3 separate regions of the Pan troglodytes genome follow, and all the other regions are linked to region 1. The links are chromatin contacts, called in public HiChIP or PLAC-seq maps. All regions are on one chromosome and are shown on one strand. The core of a region is the stretch at or near the end of the contact, and the rest is flanking DNA. Distances in the headings are between cores, read along the strand shown.

Region 1 (3,955 bases), core at 732-3,231:
CTGTGAGGCCCTGGTACGTCCCCTTCAGCCCTGCGGGAAGGCAGGCACGGGGTTACCCTGCAGCCTCTCAGGCCCCGGTTGGGAATTGGTGTGTGTGGGGGGTGGGTGTTGCACAAAGCCCAAGGCAGGATGGGAGGTGCAGGCCCTTCCCACCCTGGCCCAGGTCCCTGAGCCCTATCAGGAAGGTCGAGTGGCTCACCTTGTTCCCGCACAATCTCCCTAACCCCGTGGAAGAATCCTCTGTACTTGGGGTTTGGGGAGGTCTGGTCGTGGATGAACTTCACCTGAGAGAGAGAAGCAAAGGCGCAGGTTCTCGGCTGCCACCTGGGTGGGTCCTGGCTAGCTGGCAGGCCCAGGGCCCATCCAGGGTGGAGGGAACTGGGAACTCTTCCCCAGGAAGCAGTGCAGCCAAGGCCGCCCTGGGCTGCCCACACGGACCATGCCCCGGGACACAGGGCAGCCCACACGGACCATGCTCTGGGACACAGGGCAGCCCTGTGAGCAGCCTCTCCCTTTATGTTTGCTGCTCTTTTCCAGTTTTGGCAGTGAACGTGTCATTTTGTTTTCTGCTTTACAAAAGTATTTTTTAAAGACTTTAAGGCTGCCTTTAGCGTAGACTCAGCCTCCACGGGTGGCCCTTCGTGGCAGGCGTCCTGCCCCAGGGCCCCGCGGTCACCCCGCCGGCCTTCCCTGGCGTCCAGGAGACCCTCCCCAGCTTGCCGGTTGCCCCGGGAGCACCGGGCCAGCGGGGCCGCCCGTCTCCGTACTCCCTGCGTGTCCGGGGTCCTCGCCAGGACCTTCCCCACCTTGATGGTCTCCATGGGGCACACGACCACCACGGCCTCGGCCACGCCAGCGCCCAGGCCGCACAGCAGCCCACGCGTGCTGTCCAGCCGTCCCTGGGCATCCCGCATGTGGTTGCTGAGGAACTCGAACATTCCAAACCTGGAGGCGGGAGGCGGGTGAGAGGGGCTGCCGCGGCCGAGCCCCCCTCCCGCAGCAGCCACCGGCCGGGCCTCACCTGACGGCCGCCTTGGGGATGGAGCCGTAGAGCAGGGAGCTAAGGCCGCGGTACAGGCCCAGGACGCCATGGCTGCGAACCGTCTGCCGCACGCAGTCCCCTGGGGGAGGGGGCGGTCAGGACCCCACGGCCCTCGGTGCCGCCGCCCTGGGTACCCGCCCCCCCGCGGCGCCGCGGCCTCCCCCTCCTCACCGATGCCCCGGTACCGCGGCGGGTGCGAGCGCTCGTCCAGCTGCAGCTGCGTCTTCACGTACTCGGTGGGGAAAGTGATGCAGATCTCGATGCCACCCGCCAGGCCGCCTGCAGGGACCGGGAACCCGCTCCTGAGACCCCCGCCCGGCCGCTGGCGCTCGGGCCCCTCCCCCGTCCCGGACTTTGGTCGGCGCGGCCGCCGCGCCAGTGCCGCGGAGAACATAGGCTGGGGCCCCACGCCCCCATGCCCTCACCTCGTTGTCCCGGCGAGGCGCAGGGGGTGACAGACGGGAGGCGGGCGAGTCCCAGCGCGCCAGGTGGGGACCAGGACCGCGCCTCCACGACTCCCCAACCCACGGCCCAACCCGGAAGTGGGGCGGGGCCTCAGCGTCCCGGGCCCACCCAGAAGCGCGGCGGGAGAGGGGTCCGCGTCCCGGAGGGGCCCACCTGCCAGGATCGCCTTCCCCGGGTGCGTCAGCTTGGCCTTCCCGGACGCGGGCGCGGCGGCCGCCAGAGCGCGCGGGGCGCGGGGCGCGGGCATGGCGGGCGGGAGGCGGGGCGCCCTGTGGCGGCTTCGGGTCCGAGACTCCTGAACTCCGCGCTCGGTCCGCGGTGGCGGCGGCGGCCGGTTATGGTCCCAGGGGCGGGGCGGCCGCGTCAGCTCCAGGTCCCGCCCCGCGTGGTCCGAGCCAGGCCCCGCCCCCAGCCCGCCCCGTGCGGGCCGGGAAACTGAGGCCTGGGCGGGGCGCGCCAAGGCAGGCGTACGGGCGGGGCCAAAGCGCAGCCAATGGCCGAGGCCGAGTCCCTCGGCGACCGCGAGCGGCGGGACGGGGGCGGGGCTGCGGGAGGCGGAGCCGTGGCCCAGCTCCGAGCAGTGGGTCAAGGTGCACAGTGTGCCGCGCCGCGGGATAGCGGGCCTCGGGTCTGCGCGACTGCCGAGAGCGGCGGGATCCCCAGGGATCCCGGAGGCCAGGGGCACACCCTCCCCGAAAAGACGTGGGGCTAGCCCAGTCCCAGAGGAACTCTAACGTTTCGAACCTGGAGGCGGGAGGCGGGAGGCCGGTGAGAAGGGGCTACGCCGCCGGGCCCCCCTCCCGCAGCAACCACGGGCCGGGCCTCACCTGCCGGTTCCCACCCACACCTTTCCCGGATGTAGTTTCTGCGCTCAGCGAACAAGGTCAGGAAAGGCCACAAATGCAAGCGGCTGTATTCTCCTAGGCAGCTTGTCTGGGCAACGGAGGTCCCACACCCCAAAGAGGACCCAGCAAATCTTTAATGGACTGCGGGGCCTAGGAAACTGGCCCGTCCCTCCTACCCATACCAGCACCAAGCAGAGCACCTTTGCCTGGATAAACCGACTTTAATATTTATGATTGCCAAGAGGCTGAGAGTCCTTTTATGAGGTCCGGTACCTCCAAACAAGACGTGTTCATGTAGTCTTCAAACTGGCCTGGAGGGGGCAGCTCCAGCCAGTCGGAGGCGCCCAGGAGGAAGGCCTGGCTCCAGCAGGAGGGCCCACAGTCCAGTCTCTGTTGTCGGCTAAAGCTGGTCTTGCGCCGTCAGCCTCTACCCTGGCCTCCCCAGGCTCTGGGATGGCTCAGAGGTTGCCGTCATTGGGTTTCAGCAAAAATAAATATTGTCCAGGTGTCCCTGCCTCCCATTGCGTCCCCTGTGCTGCTGGAGTGACACGCTCCTTGGAGAAGTTAGTAACTCTGCAGGTAGGGTGGGTGGTGACAACGCCCACTATACGCGGAAGTTGTACATTGGAGGCTGGCGAAGTTGGGAGCAGAGGCATATCCATAGGGGAAGCTGGCAGGGGCTGGGCCCACGGCAGGGCCTGCAGAGGGGGAAGCCCACAATGAGCAGAGCTCTTCCTGCCCATGGGGGTCCTCTCCTGGCTGCCCCTGAGTAGCCCGGGGCCCAGGGAGCAGGGTCTATAGGACCAGCCCTTACCACCCAGACGCTGAGGCCCCAAGAGAGCAGGCATCCAGAGGCAAGGAGCGTGGGGTCAGCCAGAGAACCTGGCCTGGCTAGAGGATAAGCTAGTCTCCAAATGGGACACTTACTTAGTGCAATCAGCTGGGTCTCATTCATGCCCATCAAAATCTAAAAAAACCAGAATGACATTAATGGTGGAAGGACACACTCAGCCGGACGCTGGAGACCCGCCGGCGTGCTGCACACTCACACCACACCCTCAGGCCTGTGTTTGCCCCGCAGTGTCCAAGCACCCCACAGCCTCTCCAGTCTGCTCGACAGCCAGGCTGCCCTGGGCAGGTTCTCAGGTGCAAAGCCCCTCCCAGCACACACCAGCAGCAGCCTTGCTGTCCAGGGGCCAGGCCCAGCAGGACACAGCAGTAGTTCACAGCTAGGCAGGCACCCCTATCAGAAGGCAGGCATCCTTACAGCAGGGAGGACAGCGGCCTTGCCAACATTCCTGGACGTACACTTCTCCACACCCAGTAGCCACTGGGATCCTTCCAGCCCCCACCCATCTATTCCCATCCCCATCCAAAGCCCAGCCAGGTAAGGGCAGTGGGACTTTGACTCCCTCCCTGCTCCCTCCCCAGGGGGTTGGGGGCTACAGGTGCCACCTACCAAACACGAGAGGGGCAGGCTCTGTCACATGCTCCTCTTGCTTGCGCAGACTCTCCAAGGCATCCAGTTTGTCCACCTGCAAGGAGGCAAAAGCACGTGAGCACCCGCTTGACAGAGTGCAGTCCGGCCTCTAGGTGAAAGTGG
Region 2 (3,955 bases), core at 827-3,326, 300 kb after region 1:
TTCAAAAGAACTGGAGGCAGAATCAAGAAGAGATTTTTGTACACCCCGTATTCATAGCACAATTATTCATAATAGCTAAAAGGTGGAAGCAACTCAAGTGTCCAATGACAGATGAATGAATAAACAAATTGTGGTATGGTATATACATACAATGAAATATTATTCAGCTTTTAAAAGGAAAGAAATCCTGTCACATGGATGAACCTTGAGGATATCATGCCAAGTGAAGTAAGTCAGTCATTAAAGGACTTATATTTTATGAGTCCGCTTCTAGGAAGTACCTAGAGTAGGCAAATTCATGGAGACAAAGTGGAACAGAGATTGACAGGGGCTGTGAGGAGCAGGAAATGGAGAGCTATTGTTTAATGTGAGCAGAGTTTCACTTTTGCAAGATGAAAAAGTTCTGAAAATCTGTTGCTCGTGAATGTACTCAACACTATTGAACTATAGACTGAAAAACGGTTAAGATGATAAAAATTTGGTTTTTTTAACCACAACTAAAAAAAAATCTGTATTAGAGAAAATTTCTTGACTTGATTCCAAATATATATTTAGTAGAAGGAATGCCACCTACTGACAAAGCAGTTTACTAGCAACTCCAAAATTAGCAAGCTGAATTAGCCATCTCCCAAAATGCAAACATAGCATGTTCCCGCCTAAAATCTGGGATGGTTCTTTACTCCCTGGCACTCTAACACAGTAATTTCCAATCTTTTGTCTTTCTTCTTTTAAGCAGCATAACTGTTCAACTAAATCTTGGCCAGAACCATAACACATGAAATAGCGTTTCTGGGTGAACAAGGCCAGAACAGGGTAGGGGCTTGCTTCCCTTGAGTGCTTCTCACTAGTCAACCTATGTAAGCCATTTCTTCTCTTTGAATATAAAAGGTAAATCCGCACAAAGGGGCAACATACTTAACAACCTGCCTGCAGTTTACCCATGAACCCGACCTTCTGCCCCTTCTTTGCTGCTCCCGATTCCATCTCTCACTTTCCTTTTCAATCCCGAGACCTAGCACACTGCCTGGAACATATCAGGTATTCTTGAGTGGATGAACTCAAGAATAGAAATAAGCCAGGGTTTGACAGTGACACACTTGGGATAAAATCTAACAATCATTCCTTGTCTTTACTAAAATAAACAGGTGACAGGAAGACAATACCATAGAGTGCTTTGCAGCCAGACAGACTTGGCTTCAACTCTCCACTCCCTACTTCTGTGACTCGAATAAGTACCTCTGTAAACGTTAGTTTTCTCATGTTTAAAATCATCATCATCCTTGCTTCCAAAGGGATTGTAGGGATTAAAAGAAATAAGCCGCGATGAGGGAGTACAGGTGTTAAAAGCTGTGTAACAGGAAATGTACCAGCAGGTATTAGCTTCCATCGTTATCATTACCGAACACAACACCGCTGTACAGATTCGAAGGCACGAACCCGTAGGCACGGAGCTCACGGAGCTGGGGCAAGAGCTGGGTGTCCCCCAAGAGCGGGGATGCCCGCTACGGATTCTCCCTGGGGAGCGCCTGATTCTGTTCCCATCCCCAGCAACCTTGCAACTAACTTTGGGTTTATGGAAACCTGTTGCGCGTCCAGCACTTGGGAAACCCGTGAATGGACACAAACCTTCCTTTCTTTCGTCAAGGAGGGCAAGTCCGGCTGAGACGGAATGCGAGCCACGTTCAGGACCGGCGGACGCGACCACAGGCGGTTAGTGGTCAAGGGTCCTGCTTGTGCCCGGTGCGGCCGATGAGCCTGCAGGCCGGACTCAGGCCCGGGTGACTCGGCACCTCCGCCGCCGTCCCGCCCCGCCCTGCCCCGCCGGGCCCTACCTCAGGCCCCCGGCCAAGGCCCAACCCCCGCCCGCTGCCCGTCAGCGCTTACCATGATGGACACCACCTGGCAGACTCCGCTCCTCTCAGGCAATGCAACGAAGAAACCCCGCCGACCGCTCTCCCAGCCGCCGCTGCCGCTGCCGCCGCGCCAAGCCGGTACGCCCCAGAGGCTCACCGGAAGTGCCGGACCCGAGACCCGGAGGGGGGGTGCCCGGGACAAAGCGTCGGCTGCAAAAGAGAAAAGGCCAGGCGAAGACGCTAGGCTCTAAAACACCCTCAGTAGAAGCACTAAAATGCCCTTTCGTGATTTATTTCCCCTTTTATAGGTACTTTTAAAAGTTATTTTAAATTATGTGTTGACAGTATTCCCCTCCAGACGAATTTAGTAGGGCCCATTGTTCTTACGACTACACTACCCACAATGCACTACCCAGACGGCCTCTGCTTCAGCCATCGAGGACTCGGGCGGAACTAAGCTACAAATCCTTCTTCAAACCACACCAAAAACCTATTGCAAACGTAAATGCTGCCCCATTGGGTATGTGACTGAGTTTAATGTATGGTTAGAAGTATACTTTCCCTGAGGGTTCCCAGTGGGAGGCAGTAGGCTTCTCTTCCCAAAGTAAAGATGTCCGCCCAGCGTCGCGTTTCTGGGTAAAAGCGAGTCAGAGTTGAAGGGGGCAACAGTGTTTGCGTTCGGCCTCAGAGGTGACGCTTCTTTGGGGGCGGGCTGGAGTTTTCTGGCCGTGAATGGCAGAGCGCTAATGGCCGCCTCCAATGTGGCCCAATCAGAAAGAAAGGAAGGCTGGGAACTAAGAAGCTATTGGTTGGTGATCCCTGGACCAATCGGAGGAGCCGTGATTTGGCGGGAGTCTTGACCGCCGCCGGGCTCTTGGTACCTCAGCGCGAGCGCCAGGCGTCCGGCCGCCGTGGCTATGTTCGTGTCCGATTTCCGCAAAGAGTTCTACGAGGTGGTCCAGAGCCAGGTGACGCCCAGTCCGGGACCCCCGCCGAGGCCTTGCCGGTGGGGAAGGGATGAGGGGGAGCGACCGTGGGTGACCGGGAGGCAGGGGAGGGCCGGGGTTCGGGTCGCCGCGTTCAGCCGGTCTGCTCTTCCCCGATAGAGGGTCCTTCTCTTCGTGGCCTCGGACGTGGATGCTCTGTGTGCGTGCAAGATCCTTCAGGTGAGTTCTGCGGACCCTAGGAGGGCGGGGCCGGCGCGAGAGGTGAGGGTGCTGCGTGGGGGCGCAGGGCGGGCAGAGTGTCAGGATGGGTGCTGAGGGCTTAGGGTGGGAGAGGGAGCAGGGCAGGAGGTGAGCAGCAAGTGAGAGGAGAGAGACTCGGAGGAGAGGTTGCCTCCCTGTCCCAACGGTGTGGGGTGGGATAAAGGATTAAGTAAAAGGTAAAGAGACTAGTTTGTATTTTTGCAATAAGCTATTAATATTAATAGGTGAACACAGCAGTTGCATTTGGGGGAAACTTTGGATCTGTAGTGGCCTCTCAAATGGGGGATTTGAGAGAGAGGAATCTGTGACAACTGTGGGTATAGTCGTGTCATAGGTGTTGCTGGGAATATGGGAGCCCCTAGTCTATTAGGGAAGATCGTTAGTTTGGTTTTGAATAGGGCATAGTATTTACGTTGTTTTGGTCAGGCCCTTGGATCAGGAACTTTTCAGAAGGCCTGGAAGTTAAATCGGCATTTCTCCCCGATGTTTTACTTTGGTAATTTGCAAAATTCACAGAATGGTATGGTAAACGCTCATATCCCTAGCACCTAGCTTTTCCCGTAAGCATTTCACTAACTTTAATGTTATCCCGTGTCTTTTGTCTCTCAACCCGTCTAATCTTCCTCAGTTTCTTTTCAAGGTAAATTGCTAATGTCCTAAATAAGATAGGCTTTGAAAACACTCTCTCTCCAGGCCTTGTTCCAGTGTGACCACGTGCAATATACGCTGGTTCCAGTTTCTGGGTGGCAAGAACTTGAAACTGCATTTCTTGAGCATAAAGAACAGGTATTGAAGATGCGTTTTAGAGTAACGTGGCTTTTTACTCAATTGTAATTTCTTGACACAGCATTCTATTTCCACGATAGATTAAGTGTGTATTTAAGTATCAGCTAC
Region 3 (3,955 bases), core at 537-3,036, 270 kb after region 1:
GTCTCACCATGTTGCCCATGGCTGGTCTCAAGCTCCTGGGCTCAAGCGATCCCCTTGCCTCGGCCTCCCAAAGTGCCGAGATTACAGGTGCCCACCACCATGCCCAGCTGGCTTTCTTTTTTAATGAATTGCTTCTTTGTGTCCTTTGGCCATTTTTCCATTCTGAAATAATCCCTATATTTCTTATTGATATATATATAACAGCTCTTTATACACACACACGCACATATATATACATTAAAGTTATCAATCTCTTGCTATATAAGCTGTCAGCTTTCTTACTTTTTTTGACTTTCACATATTATGGAATAGTCATCATTTTCTTTTATACAGCAGTCTGGTTTCCACATCAGTTCATCTCTTTCAGATCACTGTATACACTTAATAATGTTGAAGTGTTGATCAGTCCCATTGATTCTCATTCCTTGGCACTCCCCATGAGCCTCGCACCTTTCGGCTGGCTTCTCTCCATCTCCTCTCCCACAAGGGGTCCACCGTAGCACTGTATTCTACACTACAGTGTGGGTGCCAGGAGGGCAGAGACTCTTCTTATCACTCGTGCATCCCCAAGAGCACCCAATGTGGTACATATTTGCTGGACGAAAAAACAACTAGGACCACCTCCTTACCGGTCTCTCTGCTCCTGTAATATATTCTCTACACCCTAGCAAACAGATTGAACTTTTTTTACCCTCTCTCTTTTTTTTCCCCCTGAGACAGGTCTCCCTCTGTTATCCAGGCTGGTGTGCAGTGGTGTGACCATAGCTCACTGCAGCTTTGAACTCCTGGGCTTAGGCGATCCTCCCGCCTCACCCTCCCAAGTAGCTGGGACCACAGGTGCACGCCACCACACTTTGCTAACAGACTGATCTTTTAAAGATATAAATCGAATTATGCCTCCCAGCACACTTTAGACTAAACTCTAAACTCCGTATCAAGGCCCGCCAGGTCCCTGGTATACCGCTCTCCAACCATCCACCTACCCTCTGCTTCAGGAACCCAGGCCTTATCTGTTTCTCAGCGGTGTCTACCGGGGCTGGATGAAGGCTGGCTCCTGGTCACTCAGGACTCAGCAACATCACCTCCTGCGTAGGCCAGCTGATGACCCTAACACCGGACGGCTGCCCTCTTCCCTCTCTAAACCACTCTACACCCTCCTCGCTGGTCTCCTCCTTTGTCTTTCACGCCCTCTGAAAGTCCTGTTGATATGCTAATTTACACAATCTCTCAAAAGAAAGGAAGCGTGAGGAGGATAGGGACCCCGTCAGTCCCCGGCTAGGTCGCGGGGCATGGGGCGTGGAGGGGTGGGGAAAGCTGGGCCCTGCAAGGCGCTCCGAAGCGCCGCCCCGCTCCCTCCCGGCGCACCTGGGCCTCGGCGCTCCGGCGCTCCTCCCAGTCGCGGCAGCTGGCCAGGTCGCGCTGCCACTGTTCGCAGGCCGGCCGCTCGCCGTGGACGTAGTAGTGGTGTAGGAAGTGCCTGGCGCTGCGGCAGAGCTTCCACTCGGCGCGGTAGGCCTCGCAGGGGCGCGGCGGCTGCGGCGAGAGGCGGCGCCTGAGCGGGGCCCGGCGGCCGCGCCCTACGCCCCGAGCCAGTCCCGTTCCCTCCCTCCGGAAGACCCCGGTGGTTCCCGGCTCCGATCCAGCACACTCACCTGCCAGCTGCTGCCGTCCGCCATGTCTGGGCGACCGGCGCGCCAAGCCCGCCCCTCAGTCCGCCAGCCAATGAAGAATGAAGAAAACGGCACCTCGTGATCGACTGACAGAAGAACTAATGAGCACCGACACATTCAATTACGTCTTCGCCCCCTTCTTCGAGAAGCGCCGACAAACAGGACGAGCAACCAATAGCAACCGAGGGCGGCTGCGGCGCGCGCGGAGGGCCGGGGTCGCAGGGTAAATCCGGGGCGAGGCCTGGCGCGGAGCCTACGCGACCACCGCGACGACAGCGCCATTCACTCCGGGCCAGGCGGGCATCCTGGGCCGCGCAGCTACCTTACGTCAGCCGCCTCTCAAATCACACGGCTCTGGCCAGTTCTTTTCAGCAGCTTTATGAGATTTTCTCAAATCTCAACAATCCGGTATATTTTCAAAAGTACATACTGAGCATCAAGGTGGTGCAGCGAACCTCCCAGATCTGCAGCTCCAGCAGTCTTGCTTGAGCGTCCACTCAGGATGGAGGTGAACTCGCAAAGTAACTGAGATTGGTTGGGCATGACATATGGTGGATCTAGGGTTGAATGACCTCCCCAGGGAACGCAGGCTTGAAGTGGAGGCTGAGAATGCAATCCGAGTACAGCCATAGGCCGGTCAAAGGTATGGAGGCGGTGTGTAGCAGGGGTGAGCGGGGTAGGAGTGGCTTGGATGTCTGTAGTTCTATTCTAAGGGTGCGGGAGACATGTAACATTTACCTTGTTCGTTTTTCGAGACAGGGTCTTGCTGTGTCACCCAGGCTTAGTGCAGTGGCGTGGCGTGTTCATGGCTTACTGCAACCTCAAACTCCTGGACTCCGAACAGCTGGGACCAAAAGCATGCACAGCCTCACCAGGCTAATTTTTAATTTTTTTTTTTTTTTTTTTTTGTAAAGATGGGGTCTTGCTAAGTTACCCAGGCTAGTTTGGCCTCAAGCGACCCTCTCACTTTGGCCTCCCAAAGTGCTAGGATTATAGGCGGAGCGCCAGTGCCTGGCTGGGACGTTTATAAAAAGGAGCAATGCACAAGAGGCAACAAGGCAAGTAACGAGGAGGCTGGTGGGCTTGCAGAAACGCCCTGCAGTACCTATGCTGCGGTTCTCCCACTTCACTGATAACAAATCCTCAGTATCCACTGATACAAATCCTGGGACTGCTGGGCCAGTCCCAGGAATGACACTGGGACAGACTCCCTGGAGGTGGATCAGAAAGCTGCAGTTTTACCAGGGGTCCTGCTGTTGAGGCAGCCAGCTCAAGGACCAAGCCCAAATAAGACACTGAGAGGAAGGCTGCAGGCCAGGGTGCAGGAGTAATGACCAGGATCAGTGCTCCAACTGGCCCCACTGTGTCATTAAAAGGCTCTGCAATGGAATCCATCCTGGCCCAGGCAGGGGAGTGTGCCTCCAGCAAAGGACCAGGCGTTTCACTGCATACACAGCAGGTGTTGCTTAGTGAAGACAAAAACCCAGAGCCAGAGGTACTGTAACATTCTTCATTATGCATAAAGTGACAATCTGTTAGCTGATGTGATCCTGCAAATGAAGGCTGTCTACCCACCAAGGGTTTCTCCCTCTGCTAGTAAAACTGAGACTTTGTCAGTGGAGGCTCAGGTAAGTCCCCACAGTGCTCATGCCTTCCAAAACCACGCCCATTTCCAGTGATGATGGTTTGTGCCACAGGCCAAATACTGAACATCATGACACTCATAGACACTCTTCACTGAAGACGTGGATAGACCCTGGGGCCACCATTCTCCTCTCTGGAGTGTTGGAGGGGCCCTGACCAGGGCAGGACCCCCATGCCTGGAAGCAGGGTTAGCCCTGGCTCATGGGGGACCCTGCTGGGCTTAGCCATTGCCACCTAGGGATCAGGCAGCCTTGTTTCTTCCTACTTTCTCCAGGAGAAGCCCCAGAGGGACACTTTTCTAATGGTGAGATGGAACACGGAGCACCTGCCAACAGGCCTTCAGTTATGGTCAGAGGCCCAACCACCAGTCTGTGTTAGTACCTAATCAAACATTTAGATTTAGGCTTTAGTTATTGCCTGTTTTTACTTGAAATTCTTGGCTTAGAATTATTCCCAATGGGGCCAGGCACAGTGGCTCATGGGAACAAATTTAAAATAATCAGATTAGCATGTCAAAAGATCTCACGTTATAGAAAGTGAAGATCTAAGACCAAATAAATACTGATAAAAAATAAAGACAGGCCAGCAGAAGCTTGGATGATTTAATAAATTAAAATTGGGAGTTGGGGAGTAGGGAAGAA

Evidence for each region. HiChIP or PLAC-seq counts read pairs in DNA pulled down with a chosen protein or histone mark.
Region 2: an H3K4me3 HiChIP or PLAC-seq map of stem cell-derived excitatory neurons shows a contact between it and region 1, with 6 times the contacts expected there. The contact joins the promoter of UFD1 here to the promoter of SLC25A1 in region 1. A contact is called at or near these places in 1 of 7 Hi-C or Micro-C datasets (stem cell-derived neural progenitor cells) and 1 of 1 datasets of contacts at active chromatin or transcription factors (stem cell-derived excitatory neurons).
Region 3: a contact with region 1 is called in an H3K4me3 HiChIP or PLAC-seq map of stem cell-derived excitatory neurons, with 5 times the contacts expected there. The contact joins the promoter of C22H22orf39 here to the promoter of SLC25A1 in region 1. A contact is called at or near these places in 1 of 7 Hi-C or Micro-C datasets (stem cell-derived neural progenitor cells) and 1 of 1 datasets of contacts at active chromatin or transcription factors (stem cell-derived excitatory neurons).

The regions. Positions count from the first base shown.
Region 1 is chr23:21,204,468-21,208,422 of NHGRI_mPanTro3-v2.0_pri, forward strand. SLC25A1 (solute carrier family 25 member 1) reads right to left here and starts at 1,982. Exons shown (of 9, transcript XM_001165281.7): 1 at 1,661-1,982; 2 at 1,214-1,321; 3 at 1,022-1,121; 4 at 807-945; 5 at 200-284; 6 at 1-30. The coding sequence starts at 1,754. CLTCL1 (clathrin heavy chain like 1) reads right to left here. Exons shown (of 35, transcript XR_010155975.1): 33 at 3,812-3,887; 34 at 3,280-3,319; 35 at 2,554-3,050.
Region 2 is chr23:21,506,492-21,510,446 of NHGRI_mPanTro3-v2.0_pri, forward strand. It overlaps UFD1 (ubiquitin recognition factor in ER associated degradation 1), which reads right to left and starts at 2,077. Exons shown (of 12, transcript XM_063807737.1): 1 at 1,885-2,077. CDC45 (cell division cycle 45) reads left to right here and starts at 2,628. Exons shown (of 19, transcript XM_016939702.4): 1 at 2,628-2,821; 2 at 2,960-3,019; 3 at 3,755-3,847. The coding sequence starts at 2,771.
Region 3 is chr23:21,475,290-21,479,244 of NHGRI_mPanTro3-v2.0_pri, forward strand. It overlaps C22H22orf39 (chromosome 22 C22orf39 homolog), which reads right to left and starts at 1,787. Exons shown (of 5, transcript XR_010155985.1): 1 at 1,653-1,787; 2 at 1,366-1,533. It overlaps LOC129138484 (a long non-coding RNA gene), which reads left to right and starts at 1,841. Exons shown (of 2, transcript XR_010155986.1): 1 at 1,841-2,313. UFD1 (ubiquitin recognition factor in ER associated degradation 1) reads right to left here. Exons shown (of 12, transcript XM_063807737.1): 12 at 3,903-3,955.